Regions from separate parts of the Mus musculus genome. Here region 2 is linked to region 1. Evidence: chromatin contacts called from public Hi-C data. All regions are on one chromosome and are shown on one strand. Each heading gives the region's core, a stretch centred on a gene start, on an enhancer-like site or on the middle of the called end of the contact. The rest is flanking DNA. Distances are from core to core; before and after follow the strand shown. Region 1 overlaps Gm36897 (predicted gene, 36897). Region 2 overlaps Gucy2c (guanylate cyclase 2c).

Region 1 (7,835 bases), core at 3,129-5,628:
CTGCCATCTACAGCTGTGTGACATTAGGCAAATTACCTAACCTTTCTGAGTCTCCAGTTGTCAGGCCGCTGCTTTGCCTGTACAAGCAGCCGTGAGGCTGAAACTTGCTTCTGCATGCAGTGGTTGCTTTCACACACACCGCTGAGCAGAGCTGGATGAGGTGGCTTTGGTCTGTGTGACAAATGCCAAGCAAGCCATCCACAGGAGGAATAGAAATTTAACTTGGCTCTGTGTGCTGCAGGCTTTATTTAGTCTGGGGTTCAGTCCGTGGTCAGCTGTTTGTGCTGAGTCAAAGGTCTCTAAGGGAGGATGGGGGAGAAGGAAATTTCTTAGTTTTTGTTGACCATTGCAGCAGCAAGGGTCACAAGAGGACAGGTTTTCAGGGGCGCATCTTTAATTCCAGCATTTGAGAGATAGAGGCAGATCGCTGTGAATTCAAGGCCAGTCTGGTCTACTTAGAGAGTCTCAGGACAGCCAGGGTCACAGAGAGAGAGACCCTGTCTAAGAGAAAGAGGGCTGACAGCCCCTGAGACCAGGCTCAGCAGTTACTTCTCTAATTAGGCTTCACCTCCAGCCTTTATCATCTCCTAAGGGTACAGAACTACCAGCCTGCAATGTCAACATTCCAAAAACTGAAGCTGGAGGATTGCTTAGAGTTCAACACAAAGAGCATCAGACCAGCCTAGTCTATAGAGTAATCCATGTCTCAAAATTGAATTTATTATTAAAATGAAGTGAAAGCCACAAGTTACAGGCAGTTGAGAAAATTCAGTTATACAACCATTCGTTAAGCAAAGCCACTTGGTGAGCCGGGAGTGTTCACTCATGCCTGTAATCTCAGTCCTCGAAAGATCACGAGTTTGAGGCCACTGTGGGTTACCCAATTACCAGGCTAGTACCAGGCAACCGTGATCGCATAGCAACACCCTGAGTCAAAATACAAACAACCAGGGCCGGAGAGATGGCTCGGCTGATAAGAGCACATTCAAAACCTTGAGGACCAGATTTCAAATCCCATCACCCATCTAACAAACCAGCAGAGAACCTGCCCAAATCTGAAGCTGCACCATTGAGAGGGTGGAGACAGGAGGATTGCTGGGATTTGTTCACTTCCCAGCCTAGCTGAGATAACAAAAGGTCCTGCCTGGTTCGGAGAGAGACCCCGCCTCAAAGGAATAGGACTGAAAAGGAAAAAGATGCCCTGGAACCCTCCTCTGGCATCTACTCGCACGTGTGCGTGCGCACGCACACACACTTAAAAATCTTAAATTCAAACAGCAGCTCAGAGAATACAGAACAGAGACACATCTCCAAAGTCTTCTCTAGAGCTTTTAGAACTATAGAATGAATCCAAGAAAGCCAGGGTGGGGCTGTAACTCGGTTGGTAGGGTATTTACATAGCATCCACAAAGCCCAGAAGTCAATCCTCAACACCAAATAATCTGGGGATGGCGGCCCATGAATATAAGTCTAGGACTCAGAAGTCGGAGGCAGGAGGCCAATCTGGGCTAAAGAGCATGCCTCAAACAGGAAGAAATAAAAATAGAAGAGGAGAGAGAAAGAAATTATAGCTTCAATAAATTACTCCTGGGCGTGGCTGACAACCAGAGAAGAAGTGACACCTGGGACACAGGCTCAGGACCATGCAAACTGCCACTTGAAGTTCTGGGGCTTTTAAATGTAGCACAGCCAAGGCCGCCTGTGGCCAGCAGAGGGAGTTCTTTTAGAAGATGGAATGGTAAGGCGTTTCTCCCCCGGAACAAAGGAAGTATTGTTGGAGGTGGGGGTGGGAGCACCACGCAGGCAAGCAATCTCATGCTCAGACAACACCCCTGGAATCCAGTTCCACCTCAGGATGAATCAAGTACCACTGAGGAGAAAACACAGACTGCCGGGGCTACAGGCTTGTTTATCAGGACGTCAGGAGCTCAACTGCGAGGAGTCAGCTGAAAGCTCTCACCCCAGGAAAGACACCCCAGAGCCCAGGACAGAAAAGGCATAGAAGGTCAAGTGTCCAAAAAGCCACGTGATAGGAAAAGAAGACTCCAGGAAGTGATAGGCCTGGGCCAAGAGAATGTATTTGAATTTGATCCATCTGTTCAACACATATTTATTCCTTGCTTTTTAGCAGGTACGGTGTCACAAGCCAGTTGTTCAATTTTGATCAGAAGGACATGGCTTAAGGGGAATATAAAGCTTAAAGGAGGAGACAGGGAACCTATAGAACAAGCACACCATGTGAGGGCGCACGCGTGCACACCACTGCAGTGTACTGTAACCAAGTAGACTGGGAGGAGGAAGGAGGCCAAGTGTTCCGCCAGGCCCAGGGAGGAAAGGCCTGAAACCAGAGAGGATGAGATGCCAGGGCGCCTGTGGATCGCCAGCTTATAGAGCAGATAATGAGGGTGGCCTAAAGAGCCCACTGGACCATCAGAAGGCCAGAGGCCATACCTTAATTTCTACCTTTCTAGAATCCCCTCTAAGGTTTCACATTCTGGAAAGTTCTATATAGATATTTTGTGCCTTCCTACAATAATTACTTAGCACTCCTGAATCTCAGAGGACCAAATTCAATGGATGCATTCACATTTATCTCATACCCATTTTCAGGATTCCGGGAAACCAAAGGTACCTACAGCAGACTCTATCCGGCAGAGAGAGAGGAAGGGAGCAGGAAGGGAGCAAGTGTCAACCTTCCCTTTCTTATAAATAAATAGCTTCTCTAGGTTGCCTGCTACAATTGGCCTTTTCCCAGAACTTTATGCTCCACTGAAATTACTTAAATAAACAACTTTGGGTTTTGTTTTGCAAAATGCAGGGTTTCATGTACCTCAGACCGGCCTCAAACTGCTTACATAACCTTGAACTCCTGATCAACACACCCACCTCCTGAGGGTTGCTGCCACTCACCACCTTCGCGACTCTGGTTCTTAACACAGGAGAAAAAAGGCTGTTCCCAGCCCTTGACTCCGGATTTAGGGCTAAACTTTAACTAATTAATTTATAGTTAATCCCATGAACTATTATAGAAGCATTTCAAATGCCATGCATAGGAATAAGAAGAGATGCATATGAAACAGGCAGAATGAAGCATCCTCAGCTAGGCGGCCAGGCATTTTGGGTTTGGACAAGAAACTGCTCAGCAGCTTTCTGACAGCTTCACACACTACCTGAACTGGCCAGCAGAGGGCGACGAGGGAGCCGTCAGACACAACATGGAGCCACACCCAGATCATGGTTGCTTTTTCTAGTGTCTCTTCCGGAGTTCTCAAAAAAACTCGAAATAAGAAATTCTTGTCAAAGAAAAAAGAATGAGAGAAATCGAGACGATCTTTTTATTGAGATAATAGCATAAACATACGACTACTGGGCATTTTCAAGTGGACAAACCTGGGGGAATTTCACTTCAGCATCATGCTACATGCCTGTCTAATCCCAGACATAAGAAACGCCTGCGTGTGATATAGCTAAAATTCACAAATCTCTCAGCAGTGTTTTGACCTGAATCTGTCACATCCCCACTTTGCCCCTACCCACATTCTGGGAAGAATCCTGCTCTTCCCTCACCCGGCAACCCCCAGTCAGCCTCCTGTATCTTACAGTTCACACCATCTGATCCAGGGGTAAAGTTACAACTGGAAAAACAAACCCATCTGCGTCCTTCAGTTCTTCCTCTGGCACGTCTACAGTTGCGGAAGGCAGTGAGCACAGATACTGTTCCCCAGCTCTGAATGGTAATAAAAATTATCAAATTCTTTTACCTTACAGTTAATGAAATGGAAATGAGCAATGAACTCTACCCAAAACCTTAAGTCAGTGATGAGAAATGTAGTTGTTTCTGGGCCTGTCTGAGCATCATTTGAAGCGCACCATGTTAACTGATAAGATAACAACTCAGAAATAACTAATATCATAAAGCCAAAAGGCTTACAACCTAGATCCATTAAAAAAAAAAGAATTTAATTTAATCTACTTCATAGTTTTTTTGTTTTGTTTTGTTTTGGGGGGGTTGTTTGTTTTGTTTTTTAAGAAAAAGGGAATGGGGGTGGGGTGGGTGGGAGATTGTTGTAGGACACTGGATTGAGGGAGGGCGGGAGGTGTAGAGAATGGGGCGGTTCCGCCCTAACAAAGAGGCAGAAACTGTGTCTCAACAGCCACCAAATCCAGTTCAGGGCGGTTTGAGCCAGTTTCTGAGCTGGATTGAGAACAACAGCCACAGGCTGAGACTTCACTAGGGTGAAATGGAAAATCTAGCATGGATTTTACAGACAGACCTGAACTGGACGGGGACTTGCTGGAACCTAAACCCAGTTCCTGGGGTGGCAAAGTCAGATGAAATACCAGGCCTGGTGCCGGATCGGTTGCATATCATCGCAGAGAAAGTTCAGAGTCGGGACTCTCTGTTGAGATCCGGTCCACATTTTCCCTCCTGCTGCTTCTGACTGTAGCTGGTGAGGGAAAAAGGGCCCCAGGATATCAGTTTTCAGAGAGCTGGCCAAGGCCTTGGGGGGAGGGGAGGACTTTGCGGCCTGGTTTATTGCCTGTGCTGGAGAGTGGGGGCGGGGAGGGAGGTAGGAGGGTCTGAAACACTGAGAGGAGCACTTCACACCCTGCATGCAGTTCACACCATTTTCCAACACCTATGTTTGCATATCTTTGCAAAGCACAAAACACACAACCCCCCCATGCCTATGGTACACCCGGCTAACAATTGGATGACAACATCTTCTGCCCCAGGCGTTGACAATGCATGTGCCCAGTTGGGCCAAAGTGCTCTCCTTCTGTGTCCCCAAATACACACATGCTGTACACACCTCAACTCAAAGCAACAGCAATCTCAGACGACACTGGAATGATGGTTAAGTCTTTGACCGGCTCCCCTCCCCCAGCTGGTTGTCCAGCAGCCCCCAGGGTGAGCGACTCCAGGAGCAGCTGCCACCCAGTTGAACCGGATGTCGTCCAGTGTGCACTTCCTAAGGCCACACAGGGGTCAGAGGATTCCCAGACAGCTACCACCCCTCCACCTTAAAAATCTCCCAGGACTTTGAGGAGTTCTAGAACCTAGACAAAGCCCAGGTCAGTCTCGTTTGGAAAGGAGGAGGAGGAGTGTGGAACCTCTCCTCTTGAATGTCCCCAAATGGTTGGAATCTTTCAGGGTCAGCAAGGGAGCACCTGGAGTCTTAGAAGCCAGTCTGCTCTGGGAATGGGGGAGGGGAGTTCCTTTGGTGTGTCTGTGGGTGTTGAGACGTTGAGGGAGAAGACTGGGAGACCCAGGGCTGAAATGTCGACATGCCATTCCTTCTGTTACTCTTAGACATCTGGAGAGACGGTTGGAACCCAGCCTACTTTGCATTATTTATGTGTGACCTTTGAAGCAGGGGACGCTTGTTACTGGCAGGCATTCTCTATCTGTTGCTTATTGCACAAGTATTGACTAAGTCCTTACATAGAAATGGCAGTATCAAGTGCGCCGGTATGGACCCTATTTGTTTGTATGGTTGTTGCTTGGCAAAGAGGTGGCTGACTTTACGGAGAGCAGCACTTTTATGTGACGATGTAGTAACCCACAAAAGAGATTAGCAGGAGAAATCATTAGAAGCCCCACACAGTACCATGCATTTCATATCTTACATGAGCCTAGCCACTGTACATCCCTGAGAGCGAACGGCATTGCTGTTCCCATTTTAGAGATGAGAAAAATAAAGTTCGAAAGGATCAGGTAGTGTTACTGATCTATAAAACCTGTCAGAGAAAGATATTGGCTCCAAAATCCGTTCTTTTAACCTGACTCTATGCCGCCATCATGGTGTCAAATGCTTGCCAGCATTTCTAAAGCGCCTACTGTGTGACAACCTACTCTGGGTGGAAGACACGGTCCTGGTGACGCTGATGAGAAGATGGTCCCTGCCTTCAGCAAGCTTTCAATCTACTGACTTTTGTTCCAAGAAAATCTCGGGCCTGGCAAGCGCAGGGCTTTATTTTCGGACTCAAAGGCCATCTGGGAAACTTGAACTTCCCAGCATTCCCGTGCAGTGCTGGGTGTGGGGAGGCCTGGAAACCGGGAGTGACCTGGTAACAGCAGGCACCAGACAGGCTAACAGCCTGGCTGCCTGGAAATGGGCAGGGCCTGGCCCGGGGAGCTGTAGCCATGGCAACCCAGCCTGTTTCCAGAACAATGTCTCCAGCCAGGGAAACAGCTCCCGGAGCCTCCCCCTATATAATCCCCAGAGCAGACTGGAGGCACAAAGGACTTCATTCTAGTGTGGCTCTCCACCCTAAGCCAGAACAAAGCCTGCCATTTGTTGCCTGGGCCCTGTCTTTGTGTTGCGCTTGTGACAACATCCACAAAGCACAGCAAATTCCTTCCTTTCCGCTACCTCTTTCATTTATATCGTATTTATTGTAATTTTCCTTTATCCCCATTTTACAGATGCAAGATCTACAGCGTGAAGGAGCTTGATAGCTAAAGCGAACCTTTAAAACCCAGAGGCCTTTCAGGTTTGCCTGTTTTGTGACAGGGCTCTCCAGACACAGTGAAGAGAGGTCCTGTCCACGGCCCGGACACGGTGGCACTTGGAGACTGGCCCTGGACTCGCCCAGGCCGGCTCTCTGGAGATTGAGGTTCGCCCCGCCCCCACGCTGCAGCTCGCCCCTCCCCCACACCACGCCCGCCCCTCCCCCACGCCGCAACCGCAGTCTGGGCCGGAAGAGGAATGCGAATGCAGAAGGCACGCCCGCCCCGCCCTGCAGGCCTCCGCAGCAGCTGGTTCAGAAACTCAGCCTCACAACCTTGAAAAAAAAGACAGCCAGCCGGCGCCTGTGCTGGTCCAGGCCACCCAATGGTTACTTCCTGTGCACTGAAGGTTGTCAACCACCCATGCAGAGTGTAACCTCCCTGAAACCGAGCACAGGGGACAGCCTCCACCCTCAACACCAATAACCCGACAGATAGATGGAAGTGTAATATAAGGACGGGAGAGATGTTAAGGTCTAAGCTCACAATCAAAAACATAACTATAATTATCCAGAAATGTCTACATTTATAAGTAATATAAATATTTAAATTATGTCCCTCCCAAAAGAAATGAGACTTCTAATACTTTATTGTACACTTTTAGCCCCAACACTTGAGAGACAGAGGCAGGCAGAGTGTAAAGGCCTCCCTGGACTACCAAGTGAGTTCCAAGACAGTCAGGGCGGCACAAAGAAATCCTGTCTCAAAAAAGAAAAAAAAGAAAAAACTTGCCCTAAAAAATCGGTGATAGCTCACACACATAATCCCAGCACTCAGATGCTAAATCAGGAGGATTGTCAAGAGTACCCGGCCAGCCTAGGTTGTATAGCAGGATTCTGTCTCAAACACACCTTTCTGCCGCAGAAAAACATGAAAGGAAAATAACTGTTGTTCCCCCTGGAACTCGTACAAGGTTTCAAACAATATTTTCCACCCAGTCGTTAAGAGGTTTCTTTGCTCAAGGGTAACTTATCAGTAAGAACTGTCTCCACCCAGCCCCAGAGGAACAATTGGGAATCACTGCCTTAGAGCCCTCAGAAGGCTTTCTTTCCCCAAGCGTTGAGACTAAATTAAGGGTCCACACTTGGGATAGTCCTTATTTAGAGGCTGACAAAAGAAGAGAGGGAGAAAGGGAGGGAGGGGAGGAGGGAGGGAGAGAGACAGAGAGAGAGAGAGACAGAGAGAGAGAGAGAGAGAGAGAGAGAGAGAGAGAGAGAGAGAGAGAGAGAGAGAGAGAGAGAGAGAGAGAACAGAGCTAAAGGCCAGCCAGAGGCTCTACACGGAGTCCGAGGTCAGCCTGTACTGAACAACTAAGCCTTGG
Region 2 (7,835 bases), core at 2,812-5,311, 250 kb after region 1:
ATTATTATGGATTCCAAAGAGAAGTCGCTCAGAAAACCTCGCTGAGGGGATGGAAGGGGCAGCTTCTCAGAGCAAGTCCGACACCTGAGTGGACTGGGACTTCCTATAGGGGACAAGGTGTCTGCCTTCCCCACGGGGGGAGCGTTCTGGGGCTGACTGGGGTTCAGGACTCTCTGCTGCCGTTGGGGTCATTTTGAAGGGAGCCTGAGCAGAAACCTCAGCATCAGAATCTGAGACGCTGGCTGGGAGGTGCAACACTAGCCTATGAGAACAAAGCTCTCATTTTATTTTATTTTGTACATGTGTTTGCTTAAATGTGTGTACGTGTACTGCAAAAGTGTGTCTGGTACCCGCAGAGGCCAGCAGAGAGCACCTTTGAGACTGGAGCTAAAGATGGCTGTGAGCTACCATGTGGGTGCTGTGAACTCAGGTCCTTTGCAAGAGCCACAAATGCTCCTAACCGCCAAGCCACATCTCCAGTCCCTAAATCCTTCATTTTTATATAGATAAGAAAACCAAGGGGTGAAAAGGAAGTGGGAATTTCATGTGATCCCATAGCCTGCTGCAGACAAAGCTGTTACTAGAACTGAGCAATGCCTGTCTGTCCTCTGCACCACGACCTGTCTGCAAGCCAAGGCATGTTCAGGGAGATGGAGAAGATTTGGAGGTGACACTAACAGTTGCAGAATCCTTGAGGATCGTTCAGAAAACCCATCGTCTATCAGTCACAGGGGTCTGGGACACACAGAGACTCTCCAGTGCGTAGAGGAAAGTCTTTTCAAGTGTAGTAACACAATGTAGGGACCTTTGCAAAATAGCCCTTGATGTGGCTGGTAAGAGAAAGAAAGAGAACTTCAGGTGGTGAGCTTGGGTAGAGGGTTGCTGCTGTCACAGAATGTGAATACAAATTAGATATCTTGGTTTTCTCACAAGAAGGAAACCCATTTACGTTTTCCTAATCTCCTGGGTACTGTTCAATAAATGCTGAACTGATGGTGATTCCTACATACACACTTCAGTGTTGCTATAAATGTTGCTTTTTGGTTCTTCTGGACAGTGTCTACCTTATGTTATTGTGGAAACATGAAGTTTTCATAAAGATAAAATGTATTTTTTTCCAGAGTTAGAGTAAGGCCTGGCTTCAACCACCTAGCAAGATGATTGGGGTGGGAGAGGTGTTCAGCCATTAAGAGTGCTTGCTGCTTCTGCAGAGGACCCAGATTTCTTCCCAGATCCCATAGCAGGGAGCTCACGACGACATATAACTCAAACTCAGCAGATCTGATGGCCTCCACGGTTCTGTGTGGGCAACTACACTTGAATGTACAGGCAAGTATGTTCATGTGCACGTGCGTGTGTGCACACACACAGACACACATACAATCTTTAAAAAAATTGTCATCTTGTGATCATGTTGAACCAAGCTTGTGAAAACTTGAGTTGCAGAGGCAGCTGTTTTATCCCACTGACGTGACATTGTTGGCTAAAACCTCTGATGGTGAAACCCTGGGACAACTATGGCATCATGTTTCTCAATGAGGCCTTACTGTCCAGGCAAAGAATTCTGCATGACATAGTGAGTTTATGTGGCTCAGGCAACACATACCCTCTTTGACATAGAGGTGGGTGGTTCTAGTGTATTTCCAGAATGCTCTCCTAATCTGTGTGTATGAGCTGGAAGGCTCATGGTCCTGATTAGGCTTTTCCAAGTCCCAGGGACTGAATGGGGCACATGTGTGTCCCCCACCTCTTTGCCCAGGTTTATAGAGGAGAAACTACTTTTTATTTGGAAAATAGTCATTAGGACAGATGGGGGTGGATATGGGAGGGGTTAAGGAACCAGCAACCTGGAGAAGCCTCAGTTACTGTGTATACCCCAGCATGAATGTTATAGACGAGTGTTGGTTTCCTATCTGCTACCCAAGATACTGAAGGAAGATGGGAGACAGGTTGGATCATCTAGGTTTCCTATCCAAGACTGCTCATCAATAGTAGCCAGTGGAAGCAAGCTTTGAAGTCAGGTCTCACTGAGCTCAGTTTCCGCAATTTTACCAGAGCTAGGCTACCTAGCTTATCCTTACACTCAATTAACAGCTTGCCACACCGGAACGGGAAGAGACCATTGCTTCTTGCTTGTACAAAGCCATTGACCAAACCATCACATTGTGATTCCTCATTTATCTTAACATTCCGGGGGAACTTATTCGAATGACAGTGTTCTGAAAACATTAAGCTCTTTGGGGATTTCAGTCCTAATGCCCTTTCTCTTCTGTCCTGACTATGTTTCATGAAGTTCGCTCATAGATGGTCTGATGGCAAGACACCTGCCTCGTCGCCCACAGACAACTTCTAGTTCTTGTGACTTGGACTTTGCTTGTGATGTCAAGAAGAAAAGCAAAGACACCAACACTGAATGCCTGAGAGCCTCAGAGAGCGTTCACACAGCACATGCGGCAGACTTGAGTTTCCATGCTGAGTCTGAGGACAGACGGACAGCAGTTTGCCTGAAGGCAGAATGTAGACTTAATGAGATATTAGAACTCACAGCCCTCTACTCAGTCCATAATCCTCACAGTAACTTCTTTGCTTTGGGAATTCAGAGTGAAATCAGGAGGTTCAGCAAGGTTCAAGCATTTTGAACCCTGAAGGGTCTATAAAAGGAAACCACCCTAGACTGCCCCAAACAAACCAAAGGCCAAACCAAATGCAGAACAAAACCAGCAATGGGGAGAGGCGGCCACGTTGAAGGTTTCAGCTGGGAGCCTGGCTGTGGAATCACGGGAAGCCATGTTTACAGGTGGCTGGCCTTACCGTGGGAGGAGCATGAAGTTAAGGTGGTCAGCCCTGTCCCTCTCCGCCTTGTACAGCTGAGTCCTTTCCTCCACCAGATGTTCCAGGTTTCGAGAGTACAGCTGGAGACGTCGGATCAAGGTGTCCATGTAAGACTCGTTTTTCTGGTCATGGAAAAGGCTGCAGGTGGTAACAGATGAAGGATTTTTACACATCACTGGGAAGGGGTGTGAGGGGGGTCTCATGATGTTGTGTATGTTAAAGATAATGTTTATAACATGCTAAGACATAGAAAAAAGTTCTGAGATCCCACAGCCATTCTGCCATCGTGATTACGTCATTGACAAGTTCCCACTTCTGCCCTCAGACGGTGTAGGCTTGCTTTGTATAAGTGAGTGTGTGTCTGTGTGTTTCTGTGTTTGGTATGTGTGTGTGTCTCTGTGCCTCTCTCTCTGTATATGTGTATGAGAGACTGGTTGTGTCTCTGTGTGTCTCTGTGTGTGTGTTTATGTGTATGTTGTGTCTCTGTGTATGTTTATTGTGTGTGTTTGTGTGTATGTGTGTGTGTGAGAGAGAGAGAGAGAGAGTGTGTGTGTCATAGTATGGGTTTGAAGGAGGTTTGAGGACACCATCATTGTTTTGGGTATGAACTCAGGTGACTAGTCTTGTTGACATCTCCACAGTCCCAAGAGACAGAACTTTTTTTATAACAAGCTCCCAAGGGCTCTTACTTGACCCCAGCAGTAAAGGTTCGTTAGGCAGAATGGGATCAGGAGCAAGCACAGGGGAGGTGGAAATGAATGGATTCAATTAAAAGTTTCCCCATCTTAACTATGGATCTTCGTCACCTAGGGAATTATTAAAACTCCCGCTAAGTTACACCTTAGCCCTGTTACATCAAATGCTCTAGGGCAGAATTAAGGTGCCAGTGTTTCTTAAAGCTCCTTGGGGAATCTCAAATGAACAGCCATGTTTGAGACCCACCAGAGTCAAGGGTAAAGACCAGGGGCCCATGATCTATCTCCATGAGAGTCCCTGTCACTGATACTGCACTGTCCCATCTGACCTCGGTGACAGCCAGGGGAGGAGTGAAAAGGCGAGAATTGAATCTGTTGCTAGTTCCTGCTCTATTCAAACAGTGCACACTTCTGCCAATCAGACCATGGCTCCCATCTCTGCCTTGGCTTCTCACCTCAGCAGGTGTCTGAATCTTAGGGCCTAAGGACACCTCCAGAAAGTCAGAGATGGAAGGAAGTTTAGAAACCACCCAGCTCACTCCAGTTTCATGAATGAGGAAGTTGGTAGCCTGCATCTGCGTCTGCATGTGCGTGTGCATGTCTGTGTGTGTGTGTGTTGATTTGCCCTCTGTTCCCAGCAAGCCAGCATTATGTCTTCCTTGGTGCTTGGTTTCTCAGTTCTCCAGTCACTGTCCCTTTCCCATCTGTAGTGTGTTATCTAAAAGCACACAGCATCGAGGATTTGGTATCGCTGGATCATGGGATATAACACCCATTTTGAACACGAAGGCTCTAGTGATTCAGAAAACAAATCTAAAGTGTCTGGGGCCATAGCTGGTGATTTTGGAGATCTTTAAAGCTTGCTGACCTTGGTGGCTGGAGAGATGGTTCATAAGAACCTATCCTGCCTTACCAGAGGACCCTCGGTCACCTCCTAGGACCTATGTCAGGGGACTTACAGATCCAAGTTCAGGTCTAGGGAATCCGGGTGCCTGCGCACAGGTACACAAACCCACACATATACAAAGAATTAAAAATAAAAGCTAGATCTTAAAAATATTAAGAACTTTCTAATGTTAAGAATTACCCATCTGGGCCCAGAGACATGGCTCAGTGGTTAAGAACACTGACTGCTCTTCCAGAGGACCTGGGTTTGATTTTCCAGCTCCCTTGTGGCAGCTCACAACTGTCTGTAACTTCAACCCCAGGGTCTGATGCCTTTTTTGGCCTCTGTGAGCACTGCATGCACAAGGCACACAGACATACATGCAAGAACCCCCCTATATGTGTGTGTATATATATATATATATATATATATATATATATATATATATATATATATATATATATATATATATATATATACATATATTACCCAGGAGCATTATAGAATCCCAGGACCCAGGTTAGACTTCCAGAAGGGTCTGGAAGTCTGGAAATTATGCATTTAATTAAAATATGTTTCATACATGTTTTCTTCTCTGTTAATTCTTCCCAAATCCTCCCTACCTCCTCATGCACCCCAACTTTAAGGTTCTCTTAGAAACTATGTCTTTTTCAGACTTATTAGCTTAAGTGTGTGTACTGGAGGAACACTGCTCCTGGATGCAGCTGCCCAGGAAGCCAGAAGCATCCTATCTCTTGGAGCTGGAGTCACAGGCAGTTGTGAGTCTCCTGATGTGGGCTATAGGAACCAAACTTGGTTCCTCTGCAAGAACAGTGCGTGTCTTAACTGATGAACCATCTTTCTTGCCTCTGGAAACTATTTTTAATGATAAAAAGTATGATATATTATGATGTATTTTGTCCCTGAGTGTTTAACTTTATGAGAGCATGTCCCTGAGAAGTGGTCTTTTTTACTTCTGAATCATTTGCATTTTATGTGACAGGTGTTGGTTATAGCCTGAGAATTTTATTGGCACAAACATTTTCATTCCGTGGTAGCACTAAATGTCAACTATCCAATCACCATTAAAGAATTCAAAATTGGGCTGGGCGTGGTGGCACACGCCTTTAATCCCAGCACTCGGGAGGCAGAGGCAGGCGGATTTCTGAGTTCGAGGCCAGCCTGGTCTACAAAGTGAGTTCCAGGACAGCCAGGGCTATACAGAGAAACCCTGTCTCGAAAAACCAAAAAAAAAAAAAAAAAAAAAAATCAAAATTGGGAGGGAAAGTAAAAATGTTAGCAATACCCAAATATCTTGGCCAGTGTGCTCTCGATTTTCTTGAAATCTGGCCTCTTTTCTGGATCCTCCTCCCAACAGCTTTTGACAAGTAGATAGACCTGCGAAAACAAAGTGGGCGGGGCTTATTAGATAGACGGGGCGAAGATGAAGTGGGCGGGGCTTAGCTCGGGGGTGGAGGTGGGCTGTGTGTGCTACACTCCAGGATTGAGCCTCATTTTGTCCTCCGTGATGGGTATGAACAAGGTGGGGGATATTTCGCAAGGATCTGCCACAGTGACTATGAGAACCAGTCTCCAGCTCACTTCCTTTCATGTTGTAGACTCCGCTGCTGACATTACCACACCCAGTCAGTCTTTGGAATGCACTTCCTTAAAAAGTGGTAACAATTTGAATGAGGCTGGTGTTTATGGAAGACATTAAAGGCTCTACAAGAACATGTGGTGTTTATGTGTCAGGGAGGGTAAAAAATAATGAGGTTTAGGCTGGCGAGATGCCTTAGCAGGTTAATACACACACACATACACACACACACACACACACACACACACGCACGCACGCACGCACGCACGCACGCACGCACGCACACGCACACGCACACACACTGTAACAAACAAAAACTAATGTGCCTCAGTGGAAACAAAGCAAATGGGTGTACATAAGAACAAACCTTGATGGTTTGCTAATCTCAGCTGCAGCTGGGAGTCACTCCCTCGAGGACCACAAAGGAAACTTCTTGTGTTCAGGCCCCACCCCAAGGCATTAAGTGATTTGTGAACACATATGTGTGTTCTGAATTTTACATGGGCAAAAGGCAATTGTACTTATGTTTTAAGTTTCCCACCTGACAGGGGTGCACAGCTATAATGGAGAAGTGGCTCAGAGGAATGGGAGGGGAGAGGAAGAGGAGGTAGAAGGACCTGTCATCTTACCTGCCACCATATTTGTGACTTGACCCAAAAGGGAAGTTGCTGCCATTTATTTAAATAAAGTTTGCTCTTCACTGTGGTTGGAACCAAGGTGATAAATGATTCGGTACAGGATTGCTCTCCTTGGATTCTATTTGAATGGTTCCTGGGAGGGAGCTAAGGCCACAGCTGCCTCTCTTGGTTTATTTAGCTTCTGGGTGATGCCCCTGCCTCAGCAGGCACCACACCTCTGAGGATCAAAGGGACACTGTTGAGAGACTGGTTTTAGGCTTGTTTTCTACTGGGACCAGTTATAGGGGCATGAAATCTTTGCCTAGCTTCCAGTTGCAGAATCAGTCAGCAACAGCGATGAATTGTGGGTATTGCTTTGGTGAAAAGGCTCTAATCACCTGTGTAAACCATCAGCCTTGGCTGTTCTTCCACGGTGTAGATCCCATTAACTACAGGTTGGGAAGGTTCAGGGGAAAACTAAGTCTGTACCGAACACACACATTATACAACATGACAATAAATCTTCATAGGATTAATGTTTAAATCCGTAAGTAACGCACAGGTGATTTTAGGCATCCCGGAGGTTGTAGGTAGGTTATATACAAATGCCACACCATCTGATTGTAAGGGGATCCGGCAAGTAAGGATTGGGGAGGTTGGAGGATCCTGGAATCTTTCTCTTCTTACTGGGGATGACTGAACCGATCTGATGAGGCGGGGGAGGAGTCCAGAAGAACAGGAGAAAGGGAAGTAATGAGAAACAGCGGCGGGGGTGGGGGTGGGGGGTGGGGGGGGAGGGGTGGGGATGGGAACCTCAGCAGCTGGGTCCTTATCATGTCCCCTCCCGCCCTGTCTCCTGCGCCACCCCCCCCCAATCCATCCCTTCCTTTCATCCTTTTCTCTCTCCTCCACTTTCTTTAATTTAAATGGGGGCTCACTATGTAACCCAAGCTGTCTTCAAACTCAAAGTCCTTCTGCCCCAGCCTCCTCAGAGCTGGGATTATAGGTATGAGTCACCATGCCTGACTTCTAAAGGTCTTATTGAAGGACTGTTTAAACGTTTCTTCTAAGTTTCTAAAATGAAGCATACTGGTTTTCCTCTTTCTTTCTCTTTCTTCCTCTCTCTCTCCCTCTCTCTTTTCTCTTTCTCTTTCTTTCTCTCTTTTTTCTCTCTCCCTTTCTTTCTTTCTTTCTTTCTTTCTTTC

The links. Hi-C and Micro-C count contacts between places; a contact is called where the count stands out from the background.
Region 2: a contact with region 1 is called in a Hi-C map of bone marrow-derived macrophages, with 27 read pairs. The contact joins two enhancer-like sites. A contact is called at or near these places in 4 of 484 Hi-C or Micro-C datasets (bone marrow-derived macrophages, cerebellum, nephron progenitors and 1 more) and 3 of 115 datasets of contacts at active chromatin or transcription factors (astrocytes, differentiating embryonic stem cells and embryonic basal ganglia).

The regions. Positions count from the first base shown.
Region 1 is chr6:136,464,328-136,472,162 of GRCm38.p6, forward strand. Gm36897 (predicted gene, 36897) reads left to right here. Exons shown (of 2, transcript NR_168025.1): 2 at 6,431-7,081. Among named protein-coding and RNA genes, the nearest start is that of Gm36897, 4.6 kb to the left of the region's middle. Within about 2 kb of position 4,379, at least 387 of the 459 cell types and tissues checked have an H3K27ac peak or open chromatin away from gene starts, as enhancers often do. A contact at or near this core is called in bone marrow-derived macrophages and neutrophils, where this site is marked.
Region 2 is chr6:136,710,235-136,718,069 of GRCm38.p6, forward strand. Gucy2c (guanylate cyclase 2c) reads right to left here. Exons shown (of 27, transcript NM_001127318.1): 20 at 5,720-5,811; 21 at 2,812-2,970. Among named protein-coding and RNA genes, the nearest start is that of Plbd1, 52 kb to the left of the region's middle. Within about 2 kb of position 4,062, at least 47 of the 459 cell types and tissues checked have an H3K27ac peak or open chromatin away from gene starts, as enhancers often do. A contact at or near this core is called in bone marrow-derived macrophages and neutrophils, where this site is marked.